7 separate regions of the Mus musculus genome follow, and regions 1, 2, 3, 4, 6 and 7 are each linked to region 5. Evidence: chromatin contacts called from public Hi-C, HiChIP or PLAC-seq and Micro-C data. All regions are on one chromosome and are shown on one strand. The core of a region is the stretch at or near the end of the contact, and the rest is flanking DNA. Distances in the headings are between cores, read along the strand shown. Region 1 holds the start of 9930014A18Rik (RIKEN cDNA 9930014A18 gene). Region 2 has its middle 17 kb from the start of Gm30159. Region 3 has its middle 100 kb from the start of Gm41335. Region 4 overlaps Gm20740 (predicted gene, 20740). Region 5 holds the start of Myc (myelocytomatosis oncogene). Region 6 has its middle 15 kb from the start of Gm41335. Region 7 has its middle 74 kb from the start of Gm30159.

What was found. Hi-C and Micro-C count contacts between places; a contact is called where the count stands out from the background. HiChIP or PLAC-seq counts read pairs in DNA pulled down with a chosen protein or histone mark.
Region 1: a contact with region 5 is called in a Micro-C map of embryonic stem cells, with 5 times the contacts expected there. The contact joins the promoter of 9930014A18Rik here to the promoter of Myc in region 5. A contact is called at or near these places in 3 of 39 promoter capture datasets (the SN4741 cell line, liver and pre-B cells), 7 of 484 Hi-C or Micro-C datasets (LSK cells, cerebral cortex, embryonic stem cells and 2 more) and 2 of 115 datasets of contacts at active chromatin or transcription factors (embryonic stem cells and pancreatic cancer cells).
Region 2: a contact with region 5 is called in a Hi-C map of uterus, with 6 times the contacts expected there. The contact joins the enhancer-like site here to the promoter of Myc in region 5. A contact is called at or near these places in 6 of 39 promoter capture datasets (the C10 cell line, liver, maxillary cranial neural crest and 2 more), 1 of 15 datasets of contacts at CTCF or cohesin (large pre-B cells), 15 of 484 Hi-C or Micro-C datasets (the G1E-ER4 cell line, adipose-derived mesenchymal stem cells, bone marrow-derived macrophages and 6 more), 18 of 115 datasets of contacts at active chromatin or transcription factors (the 230-238 cell line, the NIH/3T3 cell line, the SCID.adh cell line and 14 more) and 3 of 9 other capture datasets (adipose tissue, embryonic stem cells and pancreatic islet).
Region 3: a contact with region 5 is called in an H3K4me3 HiChIP or PLAC-seq map of the SCID.adh cell line, with 12 times the contacts expected there. The contact joins the enhancer-like site here to the promoter of Myc in region 5. A contact is called at or near these places in 6 of 39 promoter capture datasets (the HPC-7 cell line, cranial neural crest, hippocampal neurons and 3 more), 1 of 15 datasets of contacts at CTCF or cohesin (large pre-B cells), 5 of 484 Hi-C or Micro-C datasets (the HPC-7 cell line, the P5424 cell line, cerebellar granule neurons and 2 more), 13 of 115 datasets of contacts at active chromatin or transcription factors (the 230-238 cell line, the NIH/3T3 cell line, the SCID.adh cell line and 9 more) and 2 of 9 other capture datasets (embryonic stem cells and macrophages).
Region 4: a contact with region 5 is called in an H3K4me3 HiChIP or PLAC-seq map of the SCID.adh cell line, with 11 times the contacts expected there. The contact joins the enhancer-like site here to the promoter of Myc in region 5. A contact is called at or near these places in 8 of 39 promoter capture datasets (the 3T3-L1 cell line, the C10 cell line, the HPC-7 cell line and 5 more), 1 of 484 Hi-C or Micro-C datasets (nephron progenitors) and 10 of 115 datasets of contacts at active chromatin or transcription factors (the NIH/3T3 cell line, the SCID.adh cell line, T-cell acute lymphoblastic leukemia and 6 more).
Region 6: a contact with region 5 is called in a FOXA1 HiChIP or PLAC-seq map of pancreatic cancer cells. The contact joins the enhancer-like site here to the promoter of Myc in region 5. A contact is called at or near these places in 9 of 39 promoter capture datasets (the 3T3-L1 cell line, cranial neural crest, frontonasal cranial neural crest and 4 more), 39 of 484 Hi-C or Micro-C datasets (the 3T3-L1 cell line, the AML12 cell line, the C2C12 cell line and 21 more), 28 of 115 datasets of contacts at active chromatin or transcription factors (the 230-238 cell line, the NIH/3T3 cell line, the SCID.adh cell line and 22 more) and 2 of 9 other capture datasets (adipose tissue and embryonic stem cells).
Region 7: a Hi-C map of the N1E-115 cell line shows a contact between it and region 5, with 20 times the contacts expected there. The contact joins the enhancer-like site here to the promoter of Myc in region 5. A contact is called at or near these places in 8 of 39 promoter capture datasets (the 3T3-L1 cell line, the C10 cell line, cranial neural crest and 4 more), 1 of 484 Hi-C or Micro-C datasets (the N1E-115 cell line) and 9 of 115 datasets of contacts at active chromatin or transcription factors (the 230-238 cell line, the SCID.adh cell line, T-cell acute lymphoblastic leukemia and 6 more).

The regions. Positions count from the first base shown.
Region 1 is chr15:60,820,248-60,824,252 of GRCm38.p6, reverse strand. It overlaps 9930014A18Rik (RIKEN cDNA 9930014A18 gene), which reads right to left and starts at 1,288. Exons shown (of 3, transcript NR_030696.1): 1 at 1-1,288. Lratd2 (LRAT domain containing 1) reads left to right here. Exons shown (of 2, transcript NM_001162926.1): 2 at 262-4,005. The coding sequence starts at 358. The coding sequence ends at 1,290.
Region 2 is chr15:63,160,710-63,164,910 of GRCm38.p6, reverse strand. No RefSeq gene overlaps it. Among named protein-coding and RNA genes, the nearest start is that of Gm30159, 17 kb to the right of the region's middle. Within about 2 kb of position 1,865, at least 37 of the 459 cell types and tissues checked have an H3K27ac peak or open chromatin away from gene starts, as enhancers often do. A contact at or near this core is called in the SCID.adh cell line, T-cell acute lymphoblastic leukemia, adipose tissue and 3 more, where this site is marked.
Region 3 is chr15:63,254,686-63,258,520 of GRCm38.p6, reverse strand. No RefSeq gene overlaps it. Among named protein-coding and RNA genes, the nearest start is that of Gm41335, 100 kb to the left of the region's middle. Within about 2 kb of position 2,555, at least 4 of the 459 cell types and tissues checked have an H3K27ac peak or open chromatin away from gene starts, as enhancers often do. A contact at or near this core is called in the P5424 cell line, the SCID.adh cell line and T-cell acute lymphoblastic leukemia, where this site is marked.
Region 4 is chr15:63,434,501-63,438,576 of GRCm38.p6, reverse strand. The region is part of intron 2 of Gm20740 (predicted gene, 20740); the gene reads left to right. Among named protein-coding and RNA genes, the nearest start is that of Gm20740, 43 kb to the left of the region's middle. Within about 2 kb of position 2,171, at least 5 of the 459 cell types and tissues checked have an H3K27ac peak or open chromatin away from gene starts, as enhancers often do. A contact at or near this core is called in the SCID.adh cell line and T-cell acute lymphoblastic leukemia, where this site is marked.
Region 5 is chr15:61,982,788-61,987,034 of GRCm38.p6, reverse strand. Myc (myelocytomatosis oncogene) reads right to left here and starts at 1,694. Exons shown (of 3, transcript NM_001177352.1): 1 at 1,084-1,694.
Region 6 is chr15:63,339,953-63,343,723 of GRCm38.p6, reverse strand. No RefSeq gene overlaps it. Among named protein-coding and RNA genes, the nearest start is that of Gm41335, 15 kb to the left of the region's middle. Within about 2 kb of position 1,578, at least 10 of the 459 cell types and tissues checked have an H3K27ac peak or open chromatin away from gene starts, as enhancers often do. A contact at or near this core is called in the G1E-ER4 cell line and pancreatic cancer cells, where this site is marked.
Region 7 is chr15:63,217,275-63,221,316 of GRCm38.p6, reverse strand. No RefSeq gene overlaps it. Among named protein-coding and RNA genes, the nearest start is that of Gm30159, 74 kb to the right of the region's middle. Within about 2 kb of position 2,711, at least 3 of the 459 cell types and tissues checked have an H3K27ac peak or open chromatin away from gene starts, as enhancers often do. A contact at or near this core is called in the N1E-115 cell line, where this site is marked.

The sequences.
Region 1 (4,005 bases), core at 39-2,538, 1.2 Mb after region 5:
GCGCGGGCGGAAGCTGTCGGAGCTGCTGATGCAATGGCTTTGGCTGGGTCCAGGTGATAGCTGGAGGAAGGGGAAAGCTGGAGTGGCCATGTCTCCAGTGATCGTGACCTTAGTGGTGTAGAAACGCGAGGAAGCACGTCCCCCAGACTTCTCCTAAAATGGCTCCAGGTGCTCGGGCCCCTACCGGTTCTTTTTCAAGAAACAAACGTCTTTTTCTGGAGTGGCACCTACAAACATCTCCCTCGTCTTCTCTTCCAACAGGTGGCTTTAGCCCCTGCCCGGGCACCAGTGCCAATGACTCTGACGGTGGTTTCGCTTTCTCCTCTTGAAGTCTTGTGAACGAGAGTCCACAGCGTAATGGGCAACCAGGTGGAAAAACTGACCCACCTAAGTTATAAGGAAGTTCCCACGGCCGACCCGACCGGCGTGGATCGAGACGATGGGCCCCGCATCGGAGTCTCTTATATTTTCTCCAATGACGACGAGGATGTGGAACCTCAGCCACCGCCCCAGGGGCTTGATGGCGGAGCTTTGTCCGACTCCGGGGATCGGCCTCCCCTGCCCCCGCCGCAGCCCTACGACCCGCGGCAGCACGAGGTGGAATGCTCGGTGTTTTATCGTGATGAGTGCATCTATCAGAAAAGCTTCGCGCCAGGATCGGCGGCTCTGAGCACCTACACACCGGAGAACTTGCTCAACAAGTGCAGTCCGGGTGACCTGGTGGAGTTTGTATCGCAGGCTCAATACCCGCACTGGGCTGTCTACGTGGGCAATTTCCAGGTGGTGCATTTGCACCGGCTGGAGGTGAGCAACAGCTTCCTGACCGATGCGAGCCAGGGCCGGCGCGGCCGCGTGGTCAACGATCTGTATCGCTACAAGCCACTGAGCCCTAGCGCTGTAGTGCGCAACGCGCTGGCCCACGTGGGCGCCAAGGAGCGCGAGCTCAGCTGGCGCAACTCCGAGAGCTTTGCGGCCTGGTGCCGCTATGGCAAACGCGAGTTCAAGATCGGTGGCGAGCTGCGCATCGGCAAGCAGCCCTACCGTTTGCAGATTCAGCTCTCGGCTCAGCGCAGCCACACTCTCGAGTTCCAGAGCCTGGAGGACTTGATCATGGAGAAGCGGCGCAACGACCAGATCGGACGCGCGGCGGTGCTACAGGAGCTCGCCACGCACCTGCACCCGGCTGAGCCGGATGAGGGCGACAGCGACGCGACTCGGACTACACCGTCCCCCCTGCGTCCCCCAGCATCGGGCTCCGAGGAGGAGAACGGAGACTCGGTCGTGCACTGATACTTGAACTGGGCTCAGAGCTACAAAAGGAAGCTGTTTGCTGCAGCCACGCCCTCTTCCTCCCGCTCTTCTCCCCCCCCCAACACTTGGGCCCCATTTAGTATTCCTGGGCCTTTTGGAAAAAGCGGAGTTGGTGAAATGTACTGCAGGCTTTGGACAGGGGAGGAGGAAGGGGACTTAGGGAGCAGGTAGGATTGGCTGGTGGGTGGCCATGGGATGCTTTTTCTTCAGGCCCTCTCAGTCCACCTTCCTTTCCCAGGTGGGGTAAAGTGGGAACTTGCTTGCGGCTTCAACCCTATCAGATCTGGGACCAAATTTAACCCTTCGTATACAAGCAGGCTTGGGGGAAATCTCAGAGCACATTTGCCCTGCATTCTGTCTCTCTGGATCCCTCACTACACTCAGCTTGGAGGATGCAGGGTACAAAGGCCGGAGAGGATTGGGGAGGAGCCGCTTCGGGTCTGCTGGGAGAACTGCTTATCTGCTTCCCCCGCTGAGCTGTGCTTGGGATCCTAGAAGCTGGAGTGATTTATTTTTATGGGATTCCCGGGGCACAAGGCTGCTGAAACTACAAGATCTGGGATCAGCAGACCAAAACCAAACAGCCCCGTATTAAGTGCAGCAAATACTTTAGCAAACTCAGGCTACAGGCTACAAAAGGATTTCACTACCTCCCCCTCCCTATCCCCAAGTACCTCCTCTTGGGAAGCTGGCTCTAAGCGGAGTCTTTGGCTTAGACTCCAATTCCTTCCCCCGGTTACAAGTAAATCATTGTCAAGGGCCAGCCAGGGAAAGGATTCAATTAAGGTGCCATTCTGCCTCCTGTGTTTTTGGCCTGCTGTTGTGGACTCTTAGAGCTATGGTGTTGTTATCAGGGGAGGCAATAGCCCTTTGTGTCTCTGATCTAATTAAACCTGTTTGGCGTGTTCATCTGCAGGTCACAGATGGGGTTGGCTTGTGCCACCCCATAAAGTATCCTCTAGGGAATCAACCAGTGCTACCCTGGAAAGAATTAAATCTCTCCTTGTCCCCTTGCTAAGTGGTGAAAGTAACCCTTTAAAAACCAAGCTGGACCTAGGGTTCGTTTTGCTTTTTGTTTTTCTCTCCCTGGTCTCCCTTCCTCGACAGACAGTTGCTGTGGTAGGGTGAGGGTTACTTTGCCATCCATGATGGGTGAAGTTTAAAGTACAAAGTCTTGTCATATGTACCCAATTTCTTTGTGGCTTGGAGAACATCCGATTCAGAACCCTTTACTAAGGGTGGTGGCATCAGACACAGATCCCATGTAGTACTGTCAGAAGAGATTTGATGACAGTCCCAAACGTAGGTTGGTGGTGGCGGCATTCGGACAGGCTGAAGAGGTAGCAATTGTGTCTGCAACTGAACTTCCGTGCACTTTAGTACAAGGCTTTAAGACTGCGACAGCCTGGTGCCTGAACCGAAGGCAGACCTTTGACTGCCGAGGGCTTATAGGCAGTCTGTCAACTGCTTTCAAAAACTGAGCATACTTAAAGGCCTTTGCTGCTTCCACCAGTTTTTATAACACTGGAACTAGTTCTTAGATTGGAACAAAATCTTACTTGAGTGTCCTGAAGCCACGGTCATTGTTGGGCTTCTTGCTTGGGGAATCTTTGAACTCCCCCTCCCCCCTTTTTTTAATAAGCCTAAATCTTCATAGTACCTCAGTATGAAACGGTTTCGTTAGTTATAAAGGCATCAAATGCTCTTTCTGCTTTTATAATGCTTACCAAGCAAGTCCTTGTTCTTTGAATGTCAAAGATGAGCTACCTACACACTAGCCTTGGTTTCAGACATTGGAGGAGAACCATTTTCTAGTTAGGAGTATGGATCTGATTTCCCTGTTTAATGAGCTCATAGGTATTTGATTACATAGTCTTGTCCATGGAACAGCAGAGAGAATAAACACAGAGGATATTATTTAGGGAAACCTATGTCTAACAGATTTGTGAAAGTGGAAATTGATGCCCGCTGTGTAGACTGCAGGAGGGGAGGAATCAGAATGGCTGTCCACCAGCAGCTCTGGAATAGCAAACTCTCCCGGCTCTCCCATCCTTGCCTTCTTTCTCAGACCTCAAAGACCATACTAAGTGTAGCAGGTAACTTGTGTTATATATGAAGTACCTGCAAAGGAAGAACTCCTAAGGTCCACCCCACCTGTAGCATTCCTCTTTGAAAGTTGATCTGTTTCAGACGATGGTTTCTGGAATGTGCTGCCAGCAGTTTTGCTGGGTACTAATAATGCCAAATATGTAATACTTAGGAAGAGCTAACACGCTGAAAGTTTTCTTAGGGGGTAGAAAGTCTAAGGCAGTGGTCCTCAACCTGTGGGTCCTGATCCTTTTGGATGTTGCATGCTAGGTATTTGCATTACGGTTCATAACAGTAGCAAAATTATAGTTATGAAGTAACAACAGAATAATTCTGTGGTTGAGGGTCACTACAACCTGAGAAAGTAACCATATTTAAGGGTCATAGGATTCGGTCGAGAACCATTGCTCTAAAGTAAAGAACATCAATTTAGGGCTCTAAGATACAGTGTCGTGTCATCTCTTGCTTTTTAAGACTGCAGTGTTGTGGGGAAAACATTTTTTTACTTTAATGTTCTGGCAATGGCTACATCTGGCACTTTAGGGGGAAAAAAGTATATTAATAATTTTTGTCTCTCTTTAGGAATAAGACATAGAACTATTTTGT
Region 2 (4,201 bases), core at 616-3,115, 1.2 Mb before region 5:
TTGCTTATCCCAGCTAACTGAGCCTTGCAAATTTGCTAACTACACTGCCTTTGAACTGACAACTTTCACATGATCTAGCTCCATGACTTGCCTTTTTCTAGTGCTTTAATATGAAGATTTATGCTAACACTTTTTAGATTCATATAATGCACCAGGCTCTGTGGCAATGCATAGGTGTTCATTTTCATTTTTATACAATCTTGGGGGATATCATTACCCCCATAATATATATAGAGAGAGAAGTAAGAAGTCAGAGGGGTTGAAGGAGAGATCATGATGAACACTCTCATTCATTTGATGTTTTCTGAAGAACATTTGTACCCCAGACCTTGAACTGGACTTGAGATTGAAGACAAAGGCATGGCTTCTAGCATCTGCACATTTTCCCTTCAGGTCACTGTTGGATGTGCAAAAGAGATGAGGGGACATAAGAGGGGGAAGTGGGGCTGGAGCTTGTGGCAAACACCCTGGACTTGTCTGGTGTGGGATGCATGTCCCACCTCCTCCATCCTTCTACTCAAGCCTCCTCCATGGCTCTCCCCTCCTCCCCCATGGCATCAAATCCTCCCCTTTCTGAGCCAGACAATAGTTCTTTCTGGAACATCTTCCTTGGAAGGATAACAACAGTGTTTTTGCTGCTGGTGTCATCATGTGATCAAAGCATAGCTCAGGAAATGGGGTCCTCTGAAAACTGTTTATCTAAAATCTCTTGTTTCACCATTTGGAGTGTTTTAAGAGAACGGTCTGCACCTTCTCTCCCGAGGGCAAAGATTTCAGTTACCTGTGTACTAAGAGGCAAACAGAGGCCACACATACTTGTGCAGTAAAAGAAAATACCCCCCATGTAGAATGACCCCTGCCTGCCTTTGTGCCCCCCCCAACCACCACCACCCCCAACCCCAGCTGCTCTGGAGGACATGAGGAAATCCTGATCTAGTTTTTCACAGGAAGTCTGAGTGATTCTAGGCAGGGAAGATTTAAAGACAAAAAGCTCTAATTCCAGACTTAGGTGGGAGTGTTTTTATTACTGACAAAAACCAGAGTTCCCTTTCTGGGTTATTCAGATGAACTCAGAGTAAATATTTATCCTTTCAGCTAATAGGTCTGTTTCGAGGAGTTCGGTACTCCCAGACAACCAGGCTGATGGATCGTTTCTTGATTCCCCACTTGGAGGAGGACTGGGCAAAACTACTTGGCACAAAGAGCCCTTTTCCTGTGGCCTGCCTGTTTCTGTGTATGAGGTATAACACCCTTCTTTGTGCCAGAACAGGGTGGGTGTGAGGGAAGGCCTTGCTAGGACCTCCCAGCTCCACCATTCTGAAATGATTTAATGGTCATATCGTCAGTGTTCCCAGAGCAAACAGCCACCCACCTCTGAAGAGGAGAAAGATGGATGGCTACATCAGCAGCCCCCACCCTTCTCTTGTGTTTCAAAGCGGGACTTTGTTCACTGCAATTTGCACAGAGTGCAGAATTCATGCCATGGGCACTCCCAATGTACAGAGTACACAGGCACACACACACACACACACAGACGAGGATTTACATACATGAATAAATGCAAAGGTTACATATGGACATAATGCAGGGAGAGTTTTGAGGAGAGGGACTCCTCATTTATTCATCTTTGTATTCTCACATTGCCTAGCAATGCCTGGCACAGAGAAGATGATTAATACATAGTTTTTGAATGAATACATGAATAATTATAATTGCAACCATTTAGTTAGCACTTAGCAAGTGCCAGGCAAGAAGAAATGTGCTTCATAAACCATTCTCTTCTTTAACCCTCGCCAAGAGCCAGTGAGTGAGGTGCTCATACTCTCCTAGTTGCACAGATGTGAAGAGAGAAGGTTTTAGGCAAAGCATTTCGCTGAAGATGACAGCCTGGCTTGTGGTAGCAAAAGACATGTGACTCCAGAGCTGATGCTCATCCTTTCTGGAGCAAAGCTAAAAATACTTGTATAGCTGTCACATGTAGAGAGCAGCAGTGTCATTGCTGAGGCTCAAAACCTTATCTGTAAGCCTTGAGCATAAAGTGTCTTTGCTCTGCAACCCCAGTTATCTGGAGCTCAAGGATGCTCTGTCCTCAGAGTAAGGATGATGGGTCTCTGATGGATAGCAATAAGAACCTTTGTTTTGCACTTTTTGAGAAATACAGACATATCTGAAAGAGAGAATTGATCCCTCCCTTTCCCCCTCCTTCCCTATCCTCTTCCCCTCTCCCTCTTTCCCTCTCTCCTTTTTTTTTATTGGATATTTTATTTATTTGCATTTCAAAGGTTATTCACTTTCCCAGTTTCCCCTCCAGAAACCCCTTATCCCATCCTCCCTCCCCCTGCTTCTATGAAGGTGCTTCCCCACCCACCCACTCCTGCCTCCCTGCCATGGCATACACTGGGGCATCAAACTTTCACAGGACCAAGGGTCTCTCCTCCCCTTGATGTCTAACAAGGCCATCCTCTGCTACATATGCAGCTGGAGCCATGGGTTCCTCCATGTGTACTCTTTGGTTGGTGGTTTAGTCCCTGGGAGCTCTGGGGATGGGGGTGGGGGGAGTCTGGTAGGTTGATATTATTGCTCTTCCTATGGGGTTGCAAACTCCTTCAGTTCCTTCAGTTCTTTCTCTAACTCCTTCCTTGGGAATCCCATGCTCAGTCCAATGGTTGTCTGTGCGCATCTGCTTCTGTATTTGTCCGGCTCTGGTAGAGCTTCTCAGGAGACAGCTATGTCAGGCTCCTGTCATCAAGCACTTCTTGGCATCTGCAACAGTGTTTCAGTTTGGTGTTTGTATATGGGATGGATGCCCAGGTTGGGGAGTCTCCGGATGGCTTTCCTTTAATCTCTGCTCCAAACTTTGTCTCCATATTTGCTCCTATGAGTATTTTGTTACCCCTTCTAAGAAGGATTGAAGCTTCCACACTTTGGTCTTCCTTCTTCTTGAGCTTCATGTAGTCTGTGAATTATATCTTGGGTATTCTGAGATTTTGGGGTAATATCCATTTATTCAGTGAGTGCATACCATGTGTGTTCTTTTGTAACTTAGTTACCTCACTCAGGATGATATCTTCTAATTCCATCCATGTGCCTAAGAATTTCATAAATTCATTGTTTTTAATAGCTCTGTAGTACTCCATTGTGTAAATGTACCACATTTTCTGTATCCATTCCTCTGTTGAAGGACATCTGGGATCTTTCAAGCTTCTGGCTGTTGTAAATAAGGCTGCTATGAACATAGTGGAGCATGTGTCCTTTATTTCTTTCTATGTTGTATAACAGTGGCACAGAGGCCAATGTTTCAGTGAAACCAGCATCTGTAAAAGATGATACCTATTCCAGTTAATCCAGCTTTGCTTAGTTCACAAGTTCTCTAACTACATAAGCCTTTTAAAAAAAACGATCATTTCCATAAGGTCTACCTTCTATACGTTGCTAATTTCCAAAGTCCTTTAATATGAATATTTGTGCTATCACTTTAGACTCCTGTAAAGCACCTTTCTGTTCTAATACATACATGTGTATGTCCAGTTTTTATGGAACCCTGGGTATAAGCATTGCTATTCCCTTCCTCTTCTTTCCTCTCTTCTTCTTTCCTCCCTCCTTCTCTTCTCCCTCCTCTTCCTTCTTAGCTTCTACCCACTCCCTCCATTCCTTGTGCTCCTCTCAAAATCATGATTCCCCCATGCCTATGTCCTGAATACTGAGGTTAGTGGTGTGCATGACCTCATTTAACACTGTACTAATTTTCTGTTTGTCCCAGAAAAAATTAACACTTATTTGGCATTTTCTAGTGCTCCCTTATTGTCTTACTTTTCTGTAGGTCAGAAGTCTCAAGTAGACTTGGCTAGGCTATCCTTGGAAAAACATGAGGCTGAATTCAAGGTGAGTACTGGTTGGACTCTCTTTTTTTTTTTTTTTTTTGGGGAGGCTCTGAGAAAACAGATTTAAACTTATTTTTAAATCCACTCATGATGTTTGGTAAAATTTAGCTCTTTGTAGTTGCAAATGGATGCCTGTTTCCTTGATGTCTGCTGTTCAAATATTTGTGTTTATTTGAAAATTCATATTTAAACTTAATGGAAGGGGGCATGAAGAAGTATGGCTTTGAAAAATAACGGAATGACAAAGGCCCTAATCTCAGAAATGGATAAACATTTTTATATGGTAGAAGAAACTAGCTCAGCTTTTTCCATCTTTCCAC
Region 3 (3,835 bases), core at 1,306-3,805, 1.3 Mb before region 5:
TGGAACAGGATTTTGTACTAGCCCAACTGATGATGTAAATTCTCTTTTGAGACATCTTCCATTTTCCCTGTAGAGGCAACTGAACTGAGTGGGAGACTGAACAAAAGAACTCTTGCAATACTTTTGAACAAAAATGATGAAAATGTTAACTTCTGCAGTGAAGGTGACAAGAGGGAGGAGGGCAGGCATAAGAGAAATGTATTCTAAGAAAGACATGGGAGAAATGATGAGAGGAGAGGGTGGAGATGATCCCAATGTTTCAAGGTCAAAGATTAACTGAGTTTTCACTCCAATTATCTCCTTTTTTCTTTTTTGATGATTGACATGAGGTACATCCAACCATCTATATTACACTTTTGGCTTCTTCTTAACCATTTTTGTTAACAATGGGTGGAAAGACACCCTGAGTTAGCCAACCCAATCCTGTTCTTCTGACCGGATATTGCAATACAACCTTGCATGGAAGTCCTGAATACGGTCTTTGGGTTTTTCATTCCTCCTCTTTTTCAATTTCTGCCTCTTTCAAGTTTGGAGAACTTCTGGTTTTTCTATGTTCTTCAAGTTTCTTCAATACAACATAGAGAAAATAATCTCATGTGAGTTCTTTTGAAACAGAAATGGAGAGATGCTGGCTTCCTATTATGTTGATATCAATATGTCGTTCTCATTTAGCAGGGAAAGCTAAAACAATCCAGTAGGCAGTCATTCATGCCAGTGAGTGGCATGTAAACAAACACTGCCTCTGGGGTCAAAGGGGAGGGGGGACAGCAGTCCCTGCTGCCACAGAATACACATTTTGTGTAATAGGGACATAGTAAAGAACAGGTAAATAAAGCAGTGAAATCATGTTGAGGGTGGTGGGAGATGGTAAGAGAATATTTTCAGATTCAGTGTCTAGGAATAATATGGGAATAGATGTATGAATCTGCTTTCAGTAGGTCATGAGGCACCACTCTGAGGAGAAGATACTGAAGGTCAGCATGAGAGATGCGACATTAACTAGAACCTGTCCAGGGAGAAAGAAAGAGAGAGAGAGAAAGAGACAGAGAGAGACAGAGACAGAGACAGAGGACAATTTGTATAAAATATAAGTAAAAATATTTCTGTAGAAAGCCAGAGAAGAATTTTTGAAATTATTTCCATCTTCTTATAGAAAAAGGCACATATAGGACTCCTAGAGATGTCACAGCAGAGGTGGGAGACACTTTTCACAGTGGACAAGTAAGGTGCGGGCCTTGTGTGCCATCATGGCTTTCCTTGCCACTAGTTAATCCTGCTGTGGTGGCATTAAGTAGTCACAGAACTCATGGACATGAACTATGACTTAGTCACCGATTACAAAATGTTACTCTTCTTTGGATTTTTTTCTTTTAAAACAGATATATGACCTTTGCTTATTGGGCTTTCCAATAAGTGATCAGTGTTTAATCTTTGAGGACCTTTTCCTATTGTAATGGGTTAACTCTTAGGCTGGGTTGTTGCTTATCAGTTACAAGGTCCTGGAGTCACTGTGACTCTTACATGAACGGGCTGGATGTGTTTCCAAACTCACACTCCAATGCTTCTTTTGCATGGTCAGAGAAAACCCCCTTTTCTTGGCTTCTTGTATTTCTATCCCTTTCAGTCAAATTCTGTTTTTAAAAACAATCTAGGGGCTGTAGATGTAGCTTAGTGGTAGAATATCTGTCTAATGTGCAAAGACCCTGGGATTAATTTCTGCATAGAAAATAAGTAGTGTATATTCCTTTCCCATATCAAATTGTTTCTTCCCAAACCAACTCCAACAACATTTCCATCTCTGGCTCCCCCTCCTCCCACTCTGACTACATGAAGTCTTGTCTTAAACTAGACAGGTCTTTGTAAACCTTTTACCCACTTGTGTGTTATAGAAGTTATGCTATGGGACTTAGACGCTATGTCATGAAAGACAATATAGCATCTCCTTCTTTGTTGTGAACCCTGAATCACTTAAGACGTTTGTGGAACATGTCATCTTTCTAGTACTCATCAGAGTTTTCTAAGGTAGAGTTAAGTTTTGCCAAGGAAGAGAGGTCTTTTATTACATAGCTAGAGAACATGTGTACATACAGAAGCCATTTCCCAGAGAGTAACTGAGGATTTGGGAACAGATCTCCATCTCCAGCAAACCTGTGGCCAGTGAAGTATTTTATTCATGAGAGTGGAATTGGGAGTGATGACAAATGCAGAAAAGGGAACACGATCATGAAAAATCTCAGACACACATTCTCTATCACTGGATGTCCACAGATTGTAAAGTGTACATATCTTGTTATATTACTCTCCTATAGATAATTCAATAGTCCATATATATATATATATATATATATATCAACACATAACTATATATTTACATATACATGTGCATATATATTTTTCTTTCATAATTCTCCCCCCTTTTTCCCATCAGAGTAGAGTACAGTGCAATTACCTCTTCGTTCATCTTGATCATCTCTTTCTTTTAGGCAGACTGCAGGGAACACTACTTTGAAAGCCAGATACCACAGATAAACTCACAGCTGGCCCAGTGCTGGTGCCAAGAACTCCTCTGTGCTCCAACTGAGAAACACCTGCCTCTGTAGGCCACAGACCCATCCCTTGAAACACCCTGGGAACCCCATCTCTGAGCATCCTCCAAGCTGTTATCTTGACACAATCACCAGGTTCAGGGTTTTTTAATCTGGCAGATTAAATCTTCATGTGGAAGAGGAGAAAGATCCCATCCTTGTAATTTTTCACCTACACCATTTCTCAGCTGTCTCCGTTTAACCTGCCATATTTATGGCCCAACTGTAATTTAGAAGAACACTTAGAAAATGCCAGTTTCAAAGGACAGCTCTGTCAAATTGCCTCTAAGAGTAGCTTTCTGAGTGAGTGCAGTGAACTGTGGTGAAGCTGATGATTTCAGTCAATTAGGTTTCAGACCAGACATTTTTTTTAAAGTATTCTGAAAGAGAGAACACATTTGGGAGGTAGAATCAAACAGTTATCACCTAAATGTAGATCAAGGAGGAAGAAATAACAAAAAACCTATTCAGGCTTTTTATAGATGCAAGTGCAGCAAAGGTCATTTGAGTGCTGCTATAGTGTGTTCATTCTGCATACAGTAGAAGTCACCAATTTTGAAGGAGGTCTAAAAAGTCTATGTAGACAAATGGGAGATCAGTAGGCATTTGGCAAGCATGAGTGGCAGGAACAATCTTAGTGAGATATATACAGGGCAGGTATACATCGGGATGCAGATGCTGAAACAGCCAGTTAGCCAGGAATCACATGTCATGGAGTCATCATGTGAGAGCTTGGATCAGAGAGGATGAGTGATCTAGAAAGGAGTAGGACCAATTTCAGGGGAGAGGGCTAGCACTCATCAGTGGTAATGCCTGAAGTGGAGGATCAGTGGGCAACTACTATGTTACTTCTCCATTCCCACTTTCCATTATTTAAAGGTGCCACCCAATGGCCAACTCCACTTGCAAACTTACTGGTAAGAGTACCACACTGTAGGACATAGTGTCACAGAATACAAGAAGTAGAAGGTCAGTTTAAGAACAGCATGCAAATGAAGTCACCTGCCCACTGAACAACTGCGCCCTCTCCTTCGTCAAATCTTAAAATTCTTTAACCTTCATTAACTCACTTTTAAAGAAAGTATTTAAATTCTTTACTGGGCATAAAATTTGAGCAGTTGAGGAATACGTTGGGAAAAAAAGAATGTTCCAAGAGTTTCAAATGTTAGATGAAAGTAACTCCATTCCTAGGCAAACAGAAATTCATAAATATGCATGGAGACTTAGATGCAAAAAATGTGTATCTTGTT
Region 4 (4,076 bases), core at 922-3,421, 1.5 Mb before region 5:
TGGCTGGAGTCTGCATTATGTGAACCATGGAGAATATTGATCCTCTGCTGTACACAGATGAGATGTTTTGTCTAGAAAGCAGCATGTCTTACGAGAATTTCTAAACAGTGGCATAGGAATCCTGAAGTGTTCTATATACAGGATTTGATGGTCGCGTTAGGAGCTGACCTCAGAAGACTTTAGAATCCAAATACTTGTTAAGTCTCAAAGCAGGTATGAGTAACCATGTTCATAACCACAGGCAAATCCTTCTCACTAAAAACTAACCTTGGGTTTAGTTTCTGAAAACTTCAACATTTGATTTCCAAGAATTTTTACTAGCCAATTTTCTCCCCTTTGGAAGTGGTCTTCAAGAGATTCTATTTTTCTTTAGAGGAAGGTAGGATTTTTTTTATTAGATATTTTCTTCATTTACATTTCAAATGGTATCCCTTTTCCTAGTTTCCTCCCCCCAAATCCCCTATACCCTCCCCCCCTGTCCTGTTCCTCAATCCACCCACTCCCACTTCCTGGCCCTGGCATTCCTCTGTACTGGGGCATATAATCTTCACAAGACCAAGGGCCTCTCCTCCCATTGAAGGCCGACTAGGCCATCCTCTGCTACATATGCAGCTAGAGACACGAGCTCTGTGGGTACTGGTTAGTTCATTTTGTTTTTTCTCCTATAGGCCTGCAGACCCCTTAAGCTCCTTGGGTACTTTTTCTATCTCCTTCATTGGGGGCCCTGTGTTCCATCCAATGGATAACTGTGAACATCCACTTCTGTATTTGCCAGGCACTGGCATAGCCTCACAAGAGATAGCTATATCAGGGTCCTGTCAGCAAAACCTTGTTGGCATATGCAATAGTGTCTGGGTTTGGTGGTTTTTATGGGATGGACCCCCAGGTGGGGCAGTCTCTGGATGGTCCTTCTTTCTGTCTCAGCTCCAAACTTTGTAACTCCTTCCATGGGTATTTCATTCCCCATTCTAAGAAGGAATTAAGTATCTATACTTCGGTCTTCCTTCTTGTGTTTCATTTGTTTTGCAAATTATATCTAGGGTATTCTAGGTTTCTGGGCTAATATCACTTATCAGTGAGTGCATATCATTTGTGTTCTTTTGTGATTGGGTTACCTCATTCAGAATGATATCCTCCAGGTCCATCCATTTGCCTAAGAATTTCATAAATTCATTGTTTTTAATAGCTGAGTAGTACCCATTGTGTAAATGTACCACATTTTTTGGTATCCATTCCTCTGTTGAAGGACATCTGGGTTCTATACAGCTATTATAAATAAGACTGCTATGTACATAGTGGAACATGTATCATTATTACCAGTTGGAACATCTTCTGGGTATATGTCCAGGAGAGGTATTGCTGGATCTTCCGGTAGTATTATGTTCAGTTTCTAAGGAACCACCAAACTGATTTCCAGAGTGGTTTGTATCCTGCCTTCCAAAGACACCGTCAACAAGACAAAAAGCCCACCAACAGATTGGGAAAGGATCTTTACCAACCCTAAATCCAATAGGGGACTAATATCCAATATATACAAAGAATTCAAGAAGCAGGACTCCAGAAAACCAAATAAGCCTATTAAAAATGGGGTACAGAGCTAAAGAATTCTCAACTAAGGAATACCGAATGGATGAAAAGTACCTGAAAAAATGTTCAACATTCATAATCATCAGGGAAATGCAAATCAAAACAACCCTGAGATTCCATCTCATACCAGTCAGGATATTTATAAAGGTGAAAGTTCAGTGGTATATACCAAGAACAATGCCAATCTCTTATGTTCCAGTGTGTTATAATTTATCTAACAGTTTTATTTATTTTATCTGTTTATTTAGTGTGTATGTGTAGGGGAGTCAGGTCAGAGTCCAATGTTTCAAGAGTTATTTCCCACCTCCTATCATGTGTGTTGTGGGGCTTAAACTTAACTCATCAGGCTTGGCAGTAAGTGCTTTTACCTGCTGAGCTACCTTAAAAGCCCCTGAGAGACTTTGATACATTAGCTCTGTGATAAAACCCAGAAAGCATAGCAATTCTTAATAATTAGTCAATGTGAGGACCTTTATTTTAATGGAAAACATGTTTTAATGGAAAACATGCAGCTCCGACTAGCCACATATTCATTGACACATGTGGTCTCACTGCAACACTGTCACACTTTGCCCTAAACACCTGGACTCTAGAAAAAAAATGCAGTCACAGTGACACTTCCTCTCATGTATTCTTGAAATGCATGCAAGCTCAGGGTATATCTCCCAGTACTGTTAGCATGCGTGCAGGCTGGCTCACTACCCACAGCCTTCTACCTGCCACACTGGGACAGGCAATGTTGGATGGAGAAGAAAACAAAGCTGTTCTATTCAGAACACTATCCCATAGACTTCCTCTGAGAGATTCGTACCAGGCAGAGAACACAACACATTCTAACAATCAAGTATCAGTGGTGAGTGATTGGAATGAAAAGAAGTATATGGAAGCTAAATGCAAGAAGCCGTACATGGAAAGCAACATCAAATGCTGCCTTATAGCAAAATATCACATGCAAGATAGTTAGTCCAAACAAGTGAAGAGAAGCAGCATACTTATCAAGTGGAAACACAAATTTTGGAGTAAGATCTTACGTTCACTAGTGAAGTATAAGCAGCAGACATGAACCTGTGCTCTCTCTACACTGTGTGCCTTTAGGTGGTCTGCCTACGGGAAACATGACTGCCTCTCTGCTCTCCCCGTTAATGTACTCATGATTCTAGATATCAGGTAAACTTCTGCCCTAGAATTTTGTCTACAAAATGGGTCTAGTTATAGCCCCCCTCTCCCAGGATTTCTTTGTGGTCAGTATGCTACGCATCACGTGCAAATTGACTTAGATTGGTGATTGGCACATAGTAAATTTTTAACAAGAATAGAGCTTCCATTTTTAATATTTTTCATTTATATTCCCCCCTATGGTGTTCAACACAAGACCTTCAATAGGTATTAAATAAATATATTGAAATGTTTGTATCAGATGGAATGGGGGGCAAAATTTAAATATGATAAATGCTCATTTCATGCATAGTCCTCATTTGACTTTGATTAATTGCATGTAATTGTCAGCACAGTCAAAATATAAAACAGTCTTTACACCCTAAATGCCCTCTGTTGGGATCCCTCAGCTCTGGGCTCAAGGCCCTTACAAATCTGCCTTCTGTCACTGTAGTTGATTTACTCAGTCTCTAGAATTTGTATCAGTAGATCATGGATTTCATACTAATTTCACATGCAATCATGTGCTTTTTTTTTTCTGGCTCTTCTGCACAATGTGAATGGGTATAAGAGCCCATTTTTTTGAATTTTTCCTTGTATTTTATTTTTTTCCTGTGTTTATAATTGATTTGGATTACTGAGTAATATATCACGACAAAGATATATTAAGATTTATTCATCTATTTACTTGTGAATGGAATCTTTTACTCCTCTTCAATTTTGGCTGTAGTAAAGCTAGAATGATAATTCACATGTACATATTCATTTGGACATATGTTTTCATTCATGGCTGGTAACTATGTAGTTATGTAATTCTGGAACTGCATAACAAACAATACTTATTCAGAGTCATATATAAACATATTCCTGCATGAACATTTCCCACAATAGCTATAGCATTTTGCTTTACCAATATTGTATGTGTTGTCAGTTATATTCATTCTCAATAAAAAAAATGGTCTTGATATTAGAAAACATATTTCTATGAAATATGTAGTGGCATATTCTGCTTGATTTTTATTTCTCTCATGACTGATCTTGTACTGGGGTGAACTTCAGGATTTTTTACACATTAGGTACTGCCACTGAGCTACAAGTATGCCTTTTTCATTTATTTAGATTTTTTTTATTATCATATAGTTATATTATACAAATAGTAAGGTTCATAGTGGCACTCCAGAAAATTGCTTATTTGACAGTGTTTATCACCACCCCATTATTTCTTGTTTTCCCACCTTCTGCTCACCCCTTCTTCTTTCCAGTCCCCTTAATACATTCATGTCTCATATGCTTACGTGTATATAAATATTTATTAAACATAATCTAGGCTCCAC
Region 5 (4,247 bases), core at 445-2,944:
CGCCGCGCTCCTACCCAGCCGGCGCCGCCGCCCCTCTCCGCCCTCCTCTTTCTCCACCCCCAGCGCGCCCCCTTCCTTCCTTTGCCGGCTTTTCTTTCCGATTGCTGACTTGGAGGAGAGAGCTCAGTCTCCGGCTATCACAAGCCTCTCGAAATAAAAGGGGAGGGGGTGTCAAATAATAAGAGACACCTCCCTTCTACACTCTAAACCGCGACGCCACTGCACCAGAGACCCTGCAGCGATTCAGCACTGGGTGCAGGGCGTCTTCCCTCTCCCCGCCGAGGGTAGCAGCTGTTACGGAACCGCTCAGATCACGACTCACCGCAGTCTTCCTAGCAATTCAGGGGCGCGAGGGATACCCGCGGATCCCAAGTAGGAATGTGAGGATTCCCTCTGGTTTCCCCCAAGTCAACGAATCGGTCACATCCCTGTCCCAATTTTGCTTCTCCTCACTGCGCTAGCCCAACATCAAGTCCTAGTGCCGCGGGGGTCAGGCTTAAATTTTACTACGATCACTATTTTTAAAGCCAAAATAGCAACTTCTTAAAAGGCTCAGGGACGGGTTGCGATCGCCGCCGGGGATTGGCGGGCGGGACGCACCTCCGTGTCGGTCCCAGGCTGTCAGAAATGCACCAAGCTGAAATTTAAATGCCCTCTCAGAGACTGGTAAGTCAGAAGCTACGGAGCCTTCTCGCTCCCAAACGCAAAAGGTAATCCCTTCTCCAAAGACCTCAGGATTCCAAGGGCTTTCTTTGGCCACCACGAAGCGACCTCCCGGTTTGACCCCTCAAAGGACACATATCAATTAATGTAGCAAAGCAAGAATGTCCAACCGGCCGGGTCAGCGTCAGCCCATAGTAACCTCGGGAACCCCGCTTCAAAATGCATCCCGGTTTTTCCCTTCCCCTTTCCTCTGTCATCTTGACAAGTCGCTCTACCCCGACTCAGATCTACCCCAGCCTACCCCAACTACTCTTGAGAAAAGTGTCAAAAGCACAGGAATGGAAGAAAGACTGTCCTAACCGGCCGCTACATTCAAGACGCAGAAAGAACACAGGGAAAGACCACCAGATCTGTGCTTACCGGGGTTTCCAACGCCCAAAGGAAATCCAGCCTTCAAACAGCTCGAGGAGCTCTTTTCAGGAGAGCTGATCGCGGGCAGAGGCAGAGAACACTGTCCCCAAATAGACAAAAATTCCCTCCCCGGAGCCTGGGGAGTCCTGTCCTGGCTCGCAGATTGTAAGTTCCAGTGAGAAGTGTCTGCCCGCTGCAATGGGCAAAGTTTCCCAGCGGCGGCGAGGGTTGCGGCCGCTGATGTTGGGTCAGTCGCAGGGTTGGGGAGAGTGGGCGGCAGGCTCGGAGGCAAAGCCCCTCTCACTCCAGAGCTGCCTTCTTAGGTCGCCCCGGAGCGCGGCTCTGCACACACGGCTCTTCCAACCGTCCGCTCACTCCCTCTGTCTCTCGCTGGAATTACTACAGCGAGTCAGAAAAAAACGCCCGAAAAGCTTCTTTTATACTGCGACTCAGGATCCCTCCCCTCCCTTCTTTTTCCCGCCAAGCGTCGGCGAAGCCCTGCCCTTCAGGAGGCAGGAGGGGAGCTGAGTGAGGCGAGTCGGACCCGGCAGCTGAGAGCAGCGCAGCCCAGGGGTCCTCGGCCGCGCAGACCCCCGGAATATAAAGGGCGGGTGGGCGGGGATTAGCCAGAGAATCTCTCTTTCTCCCTTCCCCACCTCTCTCTATTTTTTTTTCCTCCTCTCGCTTCCCCGCCCTCTGCTTTGGGAACTCGGGAGGGGGGCTAGTGGGGAGCCGGGGAAAGAGGAGGAGGAGCCTCAGCCCCGCAGCCCAGTACTCCGGCTCCGGGGTGTAAACAGTAATAGCGCAGCATGAATTAACTGCGCGCCCGACCATTTTCTCTTGCTCGCGCGCTAGTCCTTTCCCTTTCTGTACGGTTGTTCGGGCGCAGCGCTCGGCTGAACTGTGTTCTTGCCCTGCGTATATCAGTCACCGCAGGTGGAACAGCTGCCTCGCTCCACACAATACGCCATGTACCCTGGACCGCGTCACGCACGTCCCGGGCGGCCAGGCGTCTCTCTAAGGCTGGGGAAAACAGAATTTAGAAAGGGGGAAGGACGAACGAATGAGTTATCTAGGAGCCCCCGCTCAGTGTGTGGAGTGATAGAGGGTGATCAACCGCAGATGAGGTCTATGCAGGAAAAACGATGTCTGGAATTTTATTAAAATTGCTCAGCAACTCACTGCCACGTATACTTGGAGAGCCACTTAGGGATAAACAGCCACTCCATCTCGCGGGGAAGGCATTGTGTATTTTGCCTTTGGTCGTACAGTTATGTTGACTGGGCACATTCTTTCCAGAACGACCCCCCCCCCCAATTTGCTGCCAAAAGGCAGATTCCCCCCCCCCCCCACACACACACTCCAGCACCTCCGGTTCGGACTTCCACCCGGCGGGTGGTGTGGAGGCGGCTCTTTCCCCTGTAGGTCTCCCTGCGCAGTCCAGTAAAGTGGCGGCGGGTGCGCTCTACCCGGCTCCTCCGGGAGGAGTCTCTGCCGGTCTACACCCCATACACCTCCACACAGTTCCAGGGCCACAGTCGGTTTTCACAAGAGGCAAATCCTCTTTGCCCCTGTGGAGCCAGTTTGCAGCAGACTCTGGTTTAGGAGCTGGGGTGGGGAAAATCAAGGCGCTAGACGCGAGAATATGCCATGAATTGGGGGGTTGGGGAAAACCCGGACTTCCCAGAAAGGGGGAGGAGTGAATTGCCAACCCAGATCTGGGGAGCCTGCAGAGACCCTAGAATAAAGAAAACCGTTAACCCCTTCCTCCCAGGACAAACCCAAGCTTTCCCCTTTTATTACTGGAATCGTAATTATGCACTTAAAAAAAAAAGTCGGCCCTGATCAGATCAAAGTAACGTTACATTTTTGCCTTCGTATGTGTGTGTTAAGCTAATTAAAAGCTGATTTTAATTTATACATTAATTTCCCAGTTTCCTTTTTCCTGAATACTACGCTGTGCATTCTGTACAATCCCCAAACGTATACATACACACTTTATATATACACGATAATCTAGCTTATTAACCAACCAGAAACATGAGTCTTTTGCTCTGTGCATTGGTTCTAGATTTATTATATAATGCATATTCCCTCGGGATTTGCTTATCCTACACTTTAAAACCCAAAGAAGTCTTCTTATTCCGGACTCCTCGCCCCAAGGCACTTAAAGAAACCTCTCTCACTGCTACCCGGTTTAAAAAAAAAAAAAAAAAAAAAAAAGAAAGAAAAGAAAATACAGTAGCGTGTATAAGGTGCTCATTGTTCAAAGTTGTTATTAGCCACTGAGTTTGCAATTTAGGATTCAGCTGTTGAATGATAGTATCTTCCTTCATCGAGCTCATTGCACAATTCAGCTTTAAGGATTGCAAAATGACTACAGCCTCTAGGATTTTGCCTCAAACACCAAGAGCCACCAATCCCTAGTCTGCGTTTTGCTGCAGAGACTCTTTCCCCGCCCCCTCACCCCCCACCACCCGGGTTGTGGCTCTCGGATTTGTGAAAGTAAAGTAAGTGTGCCCTCTACTGGCCACAGAGACCACAGCGTTGCGAAGCCAACGAGGGCGGAGGTCGGATGGGGGCAGGGCTGCAGGGTTTCCAGGTTCTGGGAAGATGCTTCCTTGCCTAAGACAAGCTTCCGGTCATCCTTTAAATGACTCTTTTAGGCTGCAAAGGAGGCAAAGGAAGAGAAATTACTAGAGAAAAAAATGGTTCAGAGGTGGCTATTCAGTTGCAAAGAGGGGGAGTAGATGAACCCATCCCTACTTTCTGACAGTCACCCAAAACAGAGCCCTAGTTGTGGATGGGGAAAATGAATGAGTCACAGGTATACAAGTGAAGGAGATCTAACAGAAACGGAAAGGCAATAGAACAAGTTTTAGCACCCATGTCTCACACCTTTGTCGTGTTGTAAGCTGGACGTGTCAAAGCAGAGCATTGAATTTTACTGGGCAAAAGGAGTCAGAATGCAAGGCAGGAGCATTAGCTTATTATTGCCTTGTTTTATTATTATTATTATTATTATCATTATTATCATTATTATTATTTTGGGGTTTTTTTTTTGAGAGAGATTCTCACGACTATTCTTTGCTAGCCTGAAACTCACACAGTTTTATTAGTTTTGTATAACTGTTTTTCCTCTTCCTCTTCTTTATAAAAGATCTTATGCATCC
Region 6 (3,771 bases), core at 329-2,828, 1.4 Mb before region 5:
TAACCTAGGATGTGGAGAAGGGTTGGTTTAAATGGAAAACATACTCAAAGATCAAAGACAAAATACTCAGTAGTACCTTCCTGAGACAAAAAGAATTCCAATATGACTGAATCCTAGAGATGAAGTCATGGAATGAGGTACAAGGGAAGGCTGAAGTGATGGGTCAGTCATATGGTCCTATAAAAAGGCAATGGAGGAATTAATGCACTTAAGACTTTGAATTAACAAGAGGAGACTGAACTTTAAAAAGATTCCTTATAGTTGTATAAATGCCAAGAGCATGTGCACAGACTTGAAATGGTAACTGTAATGGAGTCAGAGATGCTGGTTGATATCTGGATATAGGATAAAAAGATCTAACAAAAGAGGATAGAGACCAGTGGGTGGATCTGAGAAATTTTTAGGGAAAACAATTAATCACTTATCAATGACTCATTCAATATAAAAGAATGACCAAAACGTGATTAAAGATTAGGTTGGTAGTTTAAAATTTAACAACTATTGGATAATAGCATTATATATTAGCCTGAGAAAGAGCATATTTAGAGTATCGAGGTCATAACTATGATTTTATCTGACATTTATTAAATATTTACTATCTACCAATGGCTTTTATGTTTTACAGACATCTATATATTTAATTTACTAATAAGCATTAGAGTTTAGAATAGTTTATTTAGTCTTTCCATAAGCATATAGCTTGTCTCTAGTAGGACTGAAATGGCAATATAGAGGCTCTAGTTCCAAAAGCCCTTAGTGTACCCCTTCCCATACTGCAGGTCTTATTTAGAAAGGCTGAATAAAACAGGGCTCTAGAGTACAGAAACACAAGATGAGCAAGAGACATAAATTTGGAAGCCATCATATTAATCATCCTAGACTGTAAAATTTCAGTGGTTTCACAGAGCAAATGCAATTTCTTGCTCATACTAGCCATCAGGAATGCACAAACTTGTTGATTTTTAAAGGGAGTTTCCCTTTACGTATTGACTCTAGAGTTCTGAGTCTTCCAACCTTTGTGCCTACTACTTCTTGGTAACTTCTTGGCATCTCTTTTCCCTTTCTCTTTCTGCAGGTAATTGATAAACTGAAGTAGAGTAGAAGATTTTAATGCCAAGGCTAGAGGGAATATACATTACTCCTTTTTAAAATTACAGTGTACAGGACAATTCATGTGGTCCCAACTGACCACTCACATTTATGGATGGGGTAGAATGAAAATTAGGAGATCTCACTGAAACATATGTAATTATTCAAGTCCCAGAGTGAATAAATATAGAATTAGAAATGTGGCTGAGGTCAGAGAATTGACAAGATCTTTATGGTAATGATGATGATTAATAATAGCTAAAACATTTAGAGCACTTACAGTATTCCAGGCTTATATGCATACATTAATTCCTGAAATCCTTATAAAAGCCCTTTGATGTAATGGTATTATTATATCTTTTAATATAGACCAAGGAGTAAAGAGCAAGTAAATAACTCTCTTGAGGTCACAGACTTCTAAGTGGCAGAACAAGAATTTGAATGTAGGGCGTCTGCTTCCAGAGTCTGTGAGTTTAACTGATGTCATATGCTACATAATTATTAACTTCAAATACTTGAAGAATGTCACATTAATATGTAAGTATCTTTGCTATGAGTTCCCAAGGGATAGAATTATAACTAACAAATGGAATGGAAATGATGGCAGTGCTCAGCCCAGAAGAAGGAAGTGCTTTCTAAAAGGAGCTGTCTCAAAGGAAGCAAACTGCAGCCTGAGATAGTGCAATCTTCATCAGCGGAGGTGCCCAAGCATACTAAGAGAAAACCCTTGATAAGGATGCCAATCCAATCATCCAGTAGAGATCCAATCATCCAGTGAGTGCTTCAAGGAGATAACCACTATTCTTCTCGAATATTCAAGAGTTGGAAAGTTTTGCAAATACATGCTTGCCAAGATTTCCTGAGGAGTGTAAACTTTCAGAATTAGTGTCTCAAAGTAAGTTCTAAAAGCTGTATCATCCAAGAACTGGACCTGAAGCTAGCTAGAACAGTGAGTTCTCAACCTTCCGAATGCAGTGACCCTTTAAATAAAGTTCCTCATGTCGTGGTGACCCTCAAACGTAATTTTGCTACTGTTATGACTAGCAGTATAGATATTGGTCTTTGGGGGTCATGACCTACAGGTTGAGAGTCATTGAGCTGGAAGGAGAAGGCTGGGGAGGGTGTAGAATAAATAATTCCTTACCTTTGAATCTTAGCAGTTTACTTAGAAGCAAAGGCTCATGGTTGTGTATTGACAGAGGGCCACCTATAGAATTCTAACCTGGAGATGAGCCCATGATTTGTACATGGTAGAAGATCTCCATTTTGGCTCAGTAGTACTGGCTCTCTGCTCCAGAAGCCTCTGTTTCTATTTTATAAAAGTGGTTTCCCAGGTTTAAGACTTATCTGAATCAATGGGAGAGCTCAATAAACCAACTGCACCTTCTCATTCAGTGCATTGAGGCTAGAGCTTGCAAACTTTCCTACCCCAGTGCTGTTCTTGCCTCTGCTTTCACCTTTTAGGAGACTACTCTCTGGGAACCATTGCTCTAACAGGGGCTTCTGGTTCAATACCATAAGCCTTTGTTTATATGTCTAGCTTCTCCTTGCTTATCTTTGTTTTACCCCCACCTAACCCACCATGGGTTTCTTGATAAAATTTTACTGAGGAAATGCATTGAAAGAAATATTAGTTTTCTAGAAGTTCAAAGAGGGGAAAGAAATCATGGGAATCTTTCAGAAGAGAAATCCTGTGTTGTCACCTTTCACATAGCTGGAAGCATGACTCATGCAAAGACATGCCTATCTTTGCTGAAAAGCAAACACAGACACACCAGTTTTGTGTGTCCTGGAATGTGCATCAGAGACGTCTCCTTATCACCTCTTCCTCATTCTTTTTCTGTCTCTTTAAATAGATGGTCACCACCACTTCATGCAAGGAAAGTATTATTTAGAGTGTGGAATGCAATTTGCTTCTTCCCAGAGTTAGTTCCCTTCGGACTGTCTTTGGATGAACTTTGCAGTCTTCACTGAAGGGGGAACCCTTTCCCACTGTTCTCTGGGAGAGCCACGGCTTTGAAGTCACAGCTGGCTTGACTAAACTCATTTCCTCCCTCCACAATGTGCCTCTGATGCAGTGTTGGCTGAGGCTCCCCCTTGCCGGCTCCTGCTATTGAACCAGACCCAAGTGCAATGTTTAATGTGAGTGTTTGGCTTGGCTTGAATTTGGCCAAATCATCTGTACTTCGTTTCATTTGAAAGCTCTACTTTTTTTTTCCCTCCCCGTTTCTCTCTCAAATAGTTCATTCCAGATGTTTTTGATTTGTCTTTCTGTGGTCCACTCCACCCAGTTCCTAAATCAGTAAATCATTTTCATGCTTCTTCCAAAATCTAAGCAAAGAGAAGTGCTCAATTAGAAAGAGCAACTGATTATTGGTTCCTTAGGCTTCAGTGTGGCTCTTTTCTTCAGGAACTACATTTCCAAGGTAGGAGAGAATGTGACAGAACATGTAGATTCCAAATTCCTAGCATTCAGGATCAGAGAGTATGCACAATAGGGATGTGTACATAATATGAACATCCAATTTTATTGCCTAGTTCAAGGCTTGATAGCACTGTTCTTGTTTGAATGCTTTCTGTGACTCAAGTGCACATGGAGACACCCATTCTATGAGCTTATGTGTATCCTTACATGACAGAAATACTAACTAATCAAGATCCCAGCAATTTTCTCATGGTGAT
Region 7 (4,042 bases), core at 1,462-3,961, 1.2 Mb before region 5:
TAATAATGTATGCATGCAACAACTGCATCCTTATTTATATCGACCTGTGGAGGTTACTATGGTGGTTGATAGGTATCATAGCTAGGTAGAGCTATTGATTGCTTTCTTCCATAACCAATCAGAATGCAGAGTTGCAGAGCTTGGTCTCAACTGATAGATATCTACAATACAATAATTCTACTTAGATTCAGAAATTTTTATGGAAGGGAAGACAGAAAGATTGTAATAGAAAGTTTCCTGTGAGATTGTGTCTCCTATATTTGTCAGAAACTACACGAATAAAGTCTCACCAACATGATTGCCTAAAAGTGACCTGAGCACAGATGATACTAACAGATATGCTAATTTATATGGGATAAATCTCAGGCAGTTCTTGCCTAGATCAAGAGATGCAAATGACTAAGGAATGCTGAAAGCAGGAAAAATAATCTTCAACAAGGAACAGCATACTACATGGTCGTCCATTACCACACGTTCAGCACTGAAAACATATGCATGCAAGTAGCATCAACAAGACAGAGCAGGATGCATTTATGTATTTAGTAACACACACACACACACACACACACACACACACACACACACACACATACACTCACACACAATAACAGCAACAACAACAACCACAACAGCAGCAAGTATTTTAAAAAGAGGCCATGCATTATATGGAGAGCAAGGAGGTCTTATGTGGGAGGATTTGGTGGGGAGGGAGGGAGAAATCATATAATTATATTATAGAAATATTTAATGAAAAAATCTAAAGGGCAAAAACAAAAGCAAAAGGAAAAAGAAAAGTCCTGAAATTGTATTTTTCTTCCTCCCTACCTCCCTCCCTCCCTCCCTCCCTCCCTTCTTCCTATCTTTCTTCTTTCTTTCCCTTCTTCCCTCTTTTTGGGGAGCAAAAGCTCCAAATATAAACACAAAATAAAACTTGAATCATTCACGAACATAACCTAACAACCAGATAAAGTCAAACTGGCAGGCAACTTCACGAAACAAACCATCCTCATGAACACTCTAATGAGAAGCTAGCTGAAAATGTAACGGTTTCAATTCAAGTAAATCAGAGTATACTCTTACATGTTTCAGGGGACATGTTTTGTGGTTTTAAATTTATCTTGAGATTCCTATGCTTCATGTGTACTGAAGCCAAAAGGAAAAGATGAAAGAGAAGAGTTCAGATAAAACCCAGGACACTGCTTATTTTAAATATTCTTTTTTGAAATGTGAGATGCTCTTTATTTTGATTTTGCTGTTAAAATCAGAGACACAACCCATTAGACACTCTGCAACACTCAGCTTGTCTTTGAGTTCTTTATTCTGGATTGAATACTGCTGGCCTGGCCTGCATCTGGGGTATTTTATTTTTTCCTTCTAGATATCACTGGAGACATTTTCTGAGGGCAACCTATGTATCTTCTCATACTCCCTTGTTTTCTTTCCCCCTGTTTTCTAGCCCATCTCTGTCCTTCCTGCCCTCAGCACCAGGAACCTTCTTTGTACTTCCCTATGACCTTCTATCCATCCTATAACTTGCTTTGGTTTTTGGCTCCTCACAGTCATCCACCTCACTTATGCAATGAGTTCTGAGACCACAGAAGTAAAATTCAGATGCAACATGTACCCTTAGAATCATTCACGCATCTGTCAGAGCAAATCAGGATGCTCCTGGGTGCCAAGAATACTTTGCTTCCTCAGGCATGACCAGTTATTTGGATTCTCTTTTTCTCTTAGACAACTCACATACACATTTCAAAGTACCCAGACCTTTGCTGAAATGGCAAAGTTGTTGCGCACAAAGGCAACACATTCTAATCTATCCATCAGTAGCAACACATAATGTTGAAAAGGACCCATTAACTAGGATATATCATTAGCTATATAACTTTGGAAAAACTACTTAAAATATCGAGGGAACACTTATTAATTATTATTATTATTATGTAAATATGGTGGTAAGGAATTGATAAATATATCATTTAATGCTCTGAGAATAATGACTAAGTGACTGGCCAGTCACTGGGCTATCCATAACTAGAAAATAAGATTTTAGTAGTGAAATAAATGTTTTTAATATTCAACCCAGAAACTGGACTTTGCTGCTTATTAGCCAGGCATGTGTGAACATTTTAATAATCTCTTTTGAGTTTGTTATCTCCTCTACAAAAAAAGGAAATAATTAAAATAACTCAGAAAGCTACATTTTTATTGTTCATTTCTAAAATATATTTACTTATTTGCTGGCAATATCATCTTTTGAGGAGACTGGCATAGTTTGTAGTTCTAGTGGATCCTGGTAGATTTTATGGGCACATTGTCAGATCCATTCAACAATGTGAATTAGTTACTCAAGATTTCTTTTCTGCATGGGGTCTATAAGGGATGATGCTACGTGATCCTCTACAGGAAGCTAGTGTGGTGTCAATTCCTATTCTCCAAGTAAGAGATGTATTGGCACCATGCCCAGACAGCGGATGTCAGTAGAAGATCACATTGGAGCATCTATCTCCTTAATTATGAAATGAGGCCTGTCTATTTTTCTCTACAAAGGCTCTGGGACTCCTATGGATTCCCCTGAAGGTGCCTTAATCCCTTAAAGATACTAAACTGAATCCTTTCTTAGATGCTCAATTGAAACCTGAGGTTAGGGTAAAGTACATTTAAAGTTTTACAGCTCTCTGTGTGGGACTGGACAAAGCTCTTAAACATTTTATGGACCCCTAGGTAGCTACTTAAAGCAACTGTGGCTCCCAGAGAGCCAGGCACAGCTGTGAGTTGTGAAAACACAGCTTGATAAAATAATTTCACACATAGTTAGCAATGGCCTTATGTCTTTTTCTATGATGTTCTTTGTATTTTCACTTGACTTTTCATTCAAGCTCACCTGGAATCCACAGTAAGAGTGTAGTCTACCCAAAACCAGATAATGACTCTAATCTTACCTTGCTCATGGATGAATACAAGGTGATAGGTAGAGTTAACAAAGGAAAATCTAGACAATGTCATGTAAATTATTTTTTTTTTGCTGCCATTTGTTAATTACATGGATTTTTAATAGATTTTCTGATGTTAATGCATGAGATAACTGAAGTTCAGAAAAGCTGACTTCTCAGAAATGCAGGTGCCTTTGAGGGCCTCCATGCAGAAGTACATTAAAATGACATGGAAAGTACAAACTCTCACCTGTCTTCCATCCAGCTTCTGGCTACTCATGCCACTTTAGTATCAAGTGCTCTGATGTCAGAAACATAGTATTTAGAAGCAACTCTGATAAAGTTGCATTGCTGCCCGAGTTCAAAGCTAAGGCCTAAGCTACATGGTGAGTCTCCATCTTTTAGGGTATCCCAGGAATACTTTTTCCTCTCGATTTGAGACAATTTGGTGTAGTTTAGTATAGTTTCTAAAAATTGCATGGGGACCCTTGCTTGGACTTGTGCAGTTGTAGGAAAAAATGTAAGCATGCCGGCCTGCTTGGCATAGGATGCTTCTAAAGAAGAAGCATGGCACATGTTCCTGAAGTCAGAATACTGAGTTTTAAGGTGACCCTAGTAGCTGGTAGCTGACTAGCAGACAAGAGTCTACACTTTACATGTCGTTTCCAACATGTTTCATCTGCCTAGACACCTTCATTATTCAATTTGGGGTAATATGCTAACCATACAGTGGAAGCCAATAGGCTTCCACTATATAACTGGTTGTTCACATACAATAGGCCCTCTTCTGAGTGGTTTATCTTTGTGCCCTTTACCAATCCACGGCCATTGCTATTTTGTTGTAGGACATTCAGTAATCACAATACATAATCATCTTCATAAAGATGGTTTACTCCCAAGGATGATCCGGAGAAGAGGGAGACACCAGATTTTCACAGCTTCTGTTTTGCTAAATTTTGTCCCATAACTTCCAAGATCAGTACAATTTTCTTATCTGCAAACATTTCTAGAGGGTATAAAATCAACATTATCTGAAGGTACATTTGTGCTCAACCTTCTGTAAAATAGTTCTGCTTTTAGGGCATTTGATGGAAGGAAGGAGTACAGTA